Linked DNA regions of Mus musculus: region 2 is linked to region 1. Evidence: chromatin contacts called from public HiChIP or PLAC-seq data. All regions are on one chromosome and are shown on one strand. Each heading gives the region's core, a stretch centred on a gene start, on an enhancer-like site or on the middle of the called end of the contact. The rest is flanking DNA. Distances are from core to core; before and after follow the strand shown. Region 1 has its middle 32 kb from the start of Gm35935. Region 2 overlaps Gm28175 (a long non-coding RNA gene).

The links. HiChIP or PLAC-seq counts read pairs in DNA pulled down with a chosen protein or histone mark.
Region 2: an H3K4me3 HiChIP or PLAC-seq map of embryonic forebrain shows a contact between it and region 1, with 5 times the contacts expected there. The contact joins two enhancer-like sites. A contact is called at or near these places in 1 of 484 Hi-C or Micro-C datasets (neural progenitor cells), 2 of 115 datasets of contacts at active chromatin or transcription factors (astrocytes and embryonic forebrain) and 1 of 9 other capture datasets (embryonic tail).

The regions. Positions count from the first base shown.
Region 1 is chr1:41,603,163-41,607,035 of GRCm38.p6, forward strand. No RefSeq gene overlaps it. Among named protein-coding and RNA genes, the nearest start is that of Gm35935, 32 kb to the left of the region's middle. Within about 2 kb of position 2,424, at least 27 of the 459 cell types and tissues checked have an H3K27ac peak or open chromatin away from gene starts, as enhancers often do. A contact at or near this core is called in embryonic forebrain, where this site is marked.
Region 2 is chr1:42,260,465-42,264,108 of GRCm38.p6, forward strand. It overlaps Gm28175 (a long non-coding RNA gene), which reads left to right. Exons shown (of 4, transcript XR_865384.2): 3 at 689-1,534. Among named protein-coding and RNA genes, the nearest start is that of Gm28175, 4.4 kb to the left of the region's middle. Within about 2 kb of position 1,602, at least 30 of the 459 cell types and tissues checked have an H3K27ac peak or open chromatin away from gene starts, as enhancers often do. A contact at or near this core is called in embryonic forebrain, where this site is marked.

The sequences.
Region 1 (3,873 bases), core at 1,174-3,673:
ATTAGCGCACATGCAGACAGACATATATGTATGTAACTACAATGATCCAAAGCTATCAACTAGAAAGTGTGGGCCTATGAAGGAGGCTGGAGGGAGCTGAGAGAGGCTAAAGGGATGAAAGAGAGAGAGAAAAAGTAACATAATTTTATTGTAATTAAAAACAGGCAGAGGCAGGCAGATTTATGAGTTCGAGGCCAGCCTGGTCTACAGAGTGAGTTCCAGGATAGCCAGGGCTATACAGAGAAACCCTGTCTCAAACCCCCCCCAAAAGACCCCCCAAAAAACAAAAAGCAAAACAAAACATACAAAAAATATTAAAATTATAAATCAAATGCAAAATAGATTTAAAACTGAATGTAAAAATACAAAAAGGAGAGAATGAAGAAGAAAGAGAGTGAAGGAAGCTATCCAGAAACTCTAACACTGTCTTTTGTTGTTTCTCTCTCTCTTGCTCGCTCTCTCTCTTGTGTTCGCGCTCTCGCTCTCTCGAGCTCTTGCTCTCACTCTGCATGGCATGAAATCATCCAACAGATTACATCATATTGTTTTCTGCTATAGCATACAAAATGGCTGAAGTCCAGTCACTACTCCATCTGATCTAGGCAGTCTCTCCTTAGAGTAACATGGAAAGGGCAGTAATAGATAGGGACTTTTTTAATTGTAATTTTTTATTGTTTAAACAACAAAGTAGCCATTGGACATTTTTGTAACCTTGTTATTTAGATAACTTATAATATCACTGTCCTGGTGGTAAAATGAAACTAGCAATATCCAGTAGCTCAGGTTGAAGACAAACTTGAGATTTTTTTCCAAATAAAGGCATTTTATGAGTATCTTTCTACTTTCTTCATACAAATTATTCATCTAGACATCTTTGGAGTCAGACTTCCAAGTGCTGTTAGGTCTCACACAGTACAAAGGGTCGACAGTCTGATGGACTCTGTTAATTCCTAAGGGAAGATCGATGCCAGGCTGCTCACACCACTCCATTAGCTGAGCTCCTTACGACAACGCTCTTAGAAACATTAACTGTGTGTTTTCTCGTGTTTGTAGAAAACTCTTAAAGGGGGAGAATTTTTGCATATCTGCAAAGGCTCCAATTATCCCTTTTTTTTGTCAGTAATATTTTAGAGATAACTGGGAGTCTTAATGACATTAGATGACTTTTGTTAACAACACCCCAAATTAAGTTTGGATCACTTCCCAGGTGCAAACATTATCAGTTCAAGCACTGTGAATAAAGGTTAATTTGGAATGACTGACAAAGACTGTAAAAGTTTCTTCTATCTTATTTTTAATTTATTTTGTGACTGTGAGTGACTATTATGCATAATCACAAAAGTTTCCAAATGCATTTCTATTCATATTTCTTTTTGCTCTTCATAATTACCCATAATGCCCATTCTTCCCTTTTATGATGATACCCTAGAATGATGATGAAATGTGGGCATTCAGGTGCTGTTAGCCATAAATCAACACTTTGGGGGCTCAATGGCTTTCCATTTATCTCTGAGATACAGCGTTTGAGGATTGATGCATCCTAACTATGTTCTTAAGTGAGGATTTTCATGTGAATACCAGTGCTAGCATTTAGACAAAGCAAATCATTAATCTGAATCTAAACTTTCTATTAACTATTCAGATTCTTATTTCCCTCCACTCCCCCCTTTTCTTCTCAAGGTCGCAGTACGGTTTCCCATGGATTCTTGAAAATTTGCCTTGAGTTTTCTGTCACTGACGATGTGGAGGCTCCAGTGATTACTTCGCAGCAAAAAAACGAAAGTTGGACGAACCTGGACGGGCCAATCGGGGCATGATTCCCATCACCAGGATTTATCTACTTTAGAAACGAAACAGTTAACCTAATCATCTCATTTTATTGCTAATTTAGAAAGGCTTTTCCCCGCGAAGTACGCTCTCACTTTTCTAAACTCACTGCTTATGACCTGAGTCTTTTATTCATCGCGCCATTACCGACAGCTAATCCCTCTCATGTATTGATAATTGGACAAAACTGGACAACATGCCAACTCCCGAACACCGCATGCCCCTGAGGCTTCTATTCAGCGATTCCTCCCAAACCACATTGCTTTCCAAGTTTGGTTCTTTCATTGCCTATCAATGGGAAACCAGTGAGAGATTTTCTCACTGCTTAGGAATTTGGCCAATTTTAACCTACCCATTGAACTTTCTTCTTAGGAAGAACTACAGTATACGTGGTTCATACGTCTTCCTTTTCTCACACATCCGTGAATAGCCTGCAATTCTTGTTTACTCAAATTATTGCTTTAGTGTATATATTTAAACCATAATTAAACAATAAGTATCTCTTCCAGAACTTAGTTTGTTTTGTGGATCTGAAGCAAATTCAATGGAGAGCTACCCCAGTGTCTGGGACTCATGCAGATTTATCACAGGATTAAGCCACAGGCACTACTTTCAATCTGTTTAATTAGTTCTTAAAATTATAGAAGCCTATGATTTGATACTAAATAGAAATCAATGCAATCCTTTCTTAAGGGGATATTCCATCAAAATTTGAATCTGTATTTCTACGTGTACATGGAGTTTAGGAAGTATTTTCTGTCTTCAAGCTTAATAAACATATTTAATGGCATCTGTCTGCTTGAAACAAGCCTTGGGGCATATGTTAGGAAGCAAGGACAAAGACTTTGGCAACTGAATTATTACAGAATGAAATTAAATGCTTACAACTGGGTAGCATTCATAGAGGCTCACAAAGAGAGGACAATGCAGTTCACACATTCGTGGCTTGAATTTATGCCCTTCCCAGTTCAATGGGAGAGTGTTGGCTGCCTTTCACACCTCCACGCAGCTGCAGAGAAAGCAGAGCCCAGAAAGGGGCACTGGAGCCTCTCTGCTTTGCTTCTCCTTCCGACCTTCATTGCAAAAACAAAAATTTTCTTCCAACATGACCATGTTTCCTCACAGCCTTTAACATACTTCACATGTTGCTTTCCCTAGAAGTCTGATATTAAAACACAGATGGGAAGCCATGCATTTTATTAAATTTAAGCACTTATGTTTAGAAAGGATGGGAAAGTAGCCAATACATGGATCGAAATGACACTCAAGAGTTTAAAAATTGGCCATTTAAGGAAGCTAACTGACTCCAGTCACAGGAAGAAGAAGAAAAGAAGCAGAATAAATATTAAATGGCAAACATGTGGGAAATAGGCAGCACTTAGGGTTGTCTGCCATGTTAGGCATGGTGGCAAATCCCTATTTTCAGTGCCAAGGGCTGAGGCAGGACAATCCAGACAAGGACAGCCTGGGTCTGCACTGTGATAACTCTTCTTGAGAAAACAGGAAGCTGTATCATATTGGTAGAAAAATGGCTTAGTATGTTCAAAGCCTTGATTTGATCCCTATCATTACGGCTAAAAACATTTCAATATCTCTCCACCTCAGTATACTCTTTTTTTTTAAAGATAATTTAACCAAATATTTTTTATTCTTAAATCACCAAAACCTAACTTTACTGTAAATTAGATGGACCCAGAGAATTGTCTTAGTAACTGTCTTATCAGCACAGATGTGACATTAATCAGTTTTCTTATTGCTGTGGTAGAATTCCGTGACAAAGGCAACTTAAGTGGGGGGGGGGGGGCGGCGGAGTATTTTGGCTAGAGGTTGGGGATTACAATCCTTCATGGAAAGTCTTGGCAGAGGCGCATAAGCTGCCTGGTCATGTGACATCAGTCAGGAGGTAGAGAGCTAGGTGTCCTGTCTTGTTTTTACTGAGTCCAAAACTCCAGGCCTTGGAATGGTATTGCCCACATTTAGGGTGGGAACTCTTTGTCAATTAACCTAATCTAGATAATTCCTTAAAGACATAACCAGAGATTTGTT
Region 2 (3,644 bases), core at 352-2,851, 660 kb after region 1:
CTAGATGCAATAGTTCAGGGGTATAAAGAGAACAAATCCCACTGGCTCTCTCTGGATTTTAGGTTTTAATTATGCTGGTGGTGTGCATTCGTACCTAATGCAAAATGATCAATTGAAGGAGACCTTTACATTTGTAAACATTATTATTGACTGGTTGCCAGTCTAAGTTGGAAAAGGGGAAAGCTGTTCTAAGAAAATTACTGGCAAACCCAAATAGGGGGGATGAATCTGGGCTGTTTCAGTAAGGAGTGTGGGTCTCTCCACTTCCTCTGCTAGTGGCTGCTGCCAGGGCATGGGGAAAGCACATTGTTTAAGGCATTTGTATCTCACTGTGGAGCTAAGTCTCTGTGCAGCTGTGGGTCCTGGCTTGGAAGCTCCCTCAGAGATGAAGGACACATAACATACTCTTCAGGACCCTGGGACCGTTATAACATACAAGAGTGACCATTCATGGTTTTCAGGGCTGTCTCAAATTTTTAATATTTTGCTTTTATTTTATACAGCTAGATATTTTTTCTTTCAAAATTGCTTTTAATTTTTTCTTTCAAGAAAACAATTGAACAGCACCCAAACTCTAGGAACTGAATATCAAAATGAAAGTATAGTATAATAAGTTTTTTTTTTTTTTTAAATGATGCCTATTTACTAACAAGTCCCACTCTCCCTATTCTGCCTTCCCACTTCACAGGACCTCTTCCTGGCCAAGGCAGGCGGTGACCCTTCGTTAGACACAGTGTGCACACACACAGCAAGTGTGCATGCATAACAAACAGATGCCCACGGATCCCACAATGGGTTTTCTCTATACAGCTGAGTCTTTTTACTTAATTTAAAGATATTATTGCCAACATCTAAAGCTCTTTTTTTAAAAAAAAGAAGACTTTCTTCTCATATTTACAGATAGTCTCTGAATATGAATTATTTAAGTGCCTTCCCAGGGAAAAATCAAAGAGGCTCTTAGTGCTGTTTAGAACTTAAGCTTTTAATTTATTTTATCAAGGCTCAGAGGGTACACTAATTGTCAGGACAAGCCCTCCACCCCCCTCAAAATAATCTGCACATGTTTGAAAATTCAATTTCTTTTTTTCATATACAAATTTTGGTGTGCTCACTAATACACAGAAATCAATTATTTCTGTGGTACAGTTACATGCAGGAAACTGCATACCCTCCTAAACTAAAGGAATATAGATTTATTAATACATATCTGTAATATCTCTTAAGGATTTTTGAACGTGTTTTTCACCTTGAAAGGACCTGCCTGAAGCCTACACAGCAGCGAAATCATTGTAGTCCAGTGTTTTTTTGTCACACACACAGAGAGCACAGATTTTTTTGATTATGTAGATTTCTTTTCCTACTGCAGTTTCATATGCAAAGCATGCATCGGCCACATCCATGCTATCTCCTAAAGCAGTCATTCTGAAACCCAATCTGGGGACAGTGCAGACTAAATAAAATTTCATTTTGATTTGGCCTCCCGCTGCGAACGGGACTGCTTTGTCTCGGCCGACAGAACCAGCAAGCCAGAAAGGTATGTGGCGTTTTGCATGGCTGGTGGTGTGTCTGGAAGCTCAGGATCGCCTCTGCTCCTGGCTCGAAGCTCTCCCACTTCCTGCTCCCCTTTTTCTCTCAGCACTGTGTGCCTTCTACCTGCCGGGCAGAGCGGTGGCTAACCCGCACCAGTTGTTGACTTTGGCATATGTTTAATCGCTCCTGTGGCTGTTTGCATCCCCCCCCACCCCACCCCCTCCACTGTCTTTGTTATTGTTAAGCTTTGGTTTTTGTTTTTGTTTTCTTTTGTTTTGTTTTCTCTGCCTCTATTTTCTGTTCTTGTTTTTTTTTTTTTTTTTTTTTTTTGTTTTTGTTTTTGTTTCTGTGGGTTTTCTTCTTCTTCTTCTTCACATTGGTCTTCCATGGTTCTCAAGGTGTTGAATGCTAAAATACTGAATGAAAGGGAAATGGTGTAAGCGCTGTGCTGACGCTCCAGAGATTTTACTGGAGAATTTGTCATGCTGGATTTTATTGTAAATTTGAAGATGCATTTAACAGCTTTGAAGGACTTTAGCATTCATGGCCCTTTGGAGTCTCCTTGGCAGAAAAGAAATCGCCCATTTTAGAGGAAGAGGGAGACAATAAAATAGAGAATATCTTCCAAGGGGACTGGATTGTTTGGTGTGTGTGGTGTGTGTGTGTGTGTTCGTGTGTCCTCAAATGCATTGTGGCGTTTGCCTGTGTCCCCAGCTCAATATGGTCTCTTTTGAACAATGACCTTCACTTGGTGTCATCTCAGGAGAGGCCAATTGTGTCAAAGCTCTTCTTAGATTTGTCCCACCTTTCAGAGAGCGGATTGGCGATCAAGGGACAACCTGCTGTGATGTTCTCAGAAGCTTTTCACACAGTGGCTGAGTGCCAGGGGGATGGCCTTCCTGGGAACTCAGTTTTCAAGTCCGAAGGTCTCCTTGGGACTGTCACTGCCCTTGACCAATTCATAAGGTGCTGTGAGGGAAAGATGTGTTTCTCCCTGGTTTACATTAATCTAAATTAGATTATAGCAGACTGGTTAAAATGGATACAGAGTAAGTGAAAAATAAATTGCTTAAGAGGAGTCCAGGGAGTAACTTCATTGTGACTCAGGAGTTCTGCACAAGTAGTTCCACCTAGGAGATGGGAGAGTGAGTGAAAATATCAACTAGCTTCACGGGGACCTCACCCCCTTACCCAAAGCAAACACAAAATAGGTCATGTCATATAACTTTGTACAGAGTCGGAATTCACTTTTAGAAAGCCCAAATAGTGCAGTGTCCCAGCCAAGGGCCTTCTGCCTCTACTTGATAAGTTATTGACATTCAGAGGTGAGCTCTTTGCCCTGTAGCACATCGTGTTTATGCCGTGGCACCTCCAGGCTTGCTTCCGGCTTCTGCTGAGCAGGAGTCTTGGGTGTGGAGGAGACGCACCCACAGCACAGTAGTTTGCAGTGAGGCTCTGCTACTATGTTACCTATGTTACCACGTGAAACAAATGGAATAACAAAGTGTAAGTTGAAGATGTTGGAGAAAGAGTAACAGGAATATGAAGCCATTGTGTTGCTTAGTGTAGTCATCACCATATATGAAGAACTTGGAGATGCTAGGCCTTGAAGGTTTGACTCAAGAGATGGGTGGTGCCTAACGCTGATGTGTGTCTTTTTGCTATGGCCTGACTACAAAAGCTACATGGTTACTTTGTCACTGTTCACAAAAATGTACAAGTTTGGTTTTGTTTCTAAAAGGCCACTTATTTAAGCTATATGACTTTTCTTTAAATTAACAACTATTAAGCAAGAATGCCCTCTTGAAAAAGCAGAATTTAAATAGATATATTTAAAATATAAAATATAAGACATGGAGGCACAAATGTTTATATTTTGAGTATGCGTAAGTTTATAAATATTTAGAAATAATGTGCACATACATATGAATATGAAAAGAGACTGGATTATTTATTTAATGAGAGTCAGCAAGATCATACTGAGGATAAAAGTTGATAAATCTTATATATCAACTAGTTGATATAAACTATATTATATATATATATGATCTAGTATATCTAAACTCTAGTTTACTGGATATGAGTAATATGCACCAAGGGTTAGTACTAAGCAA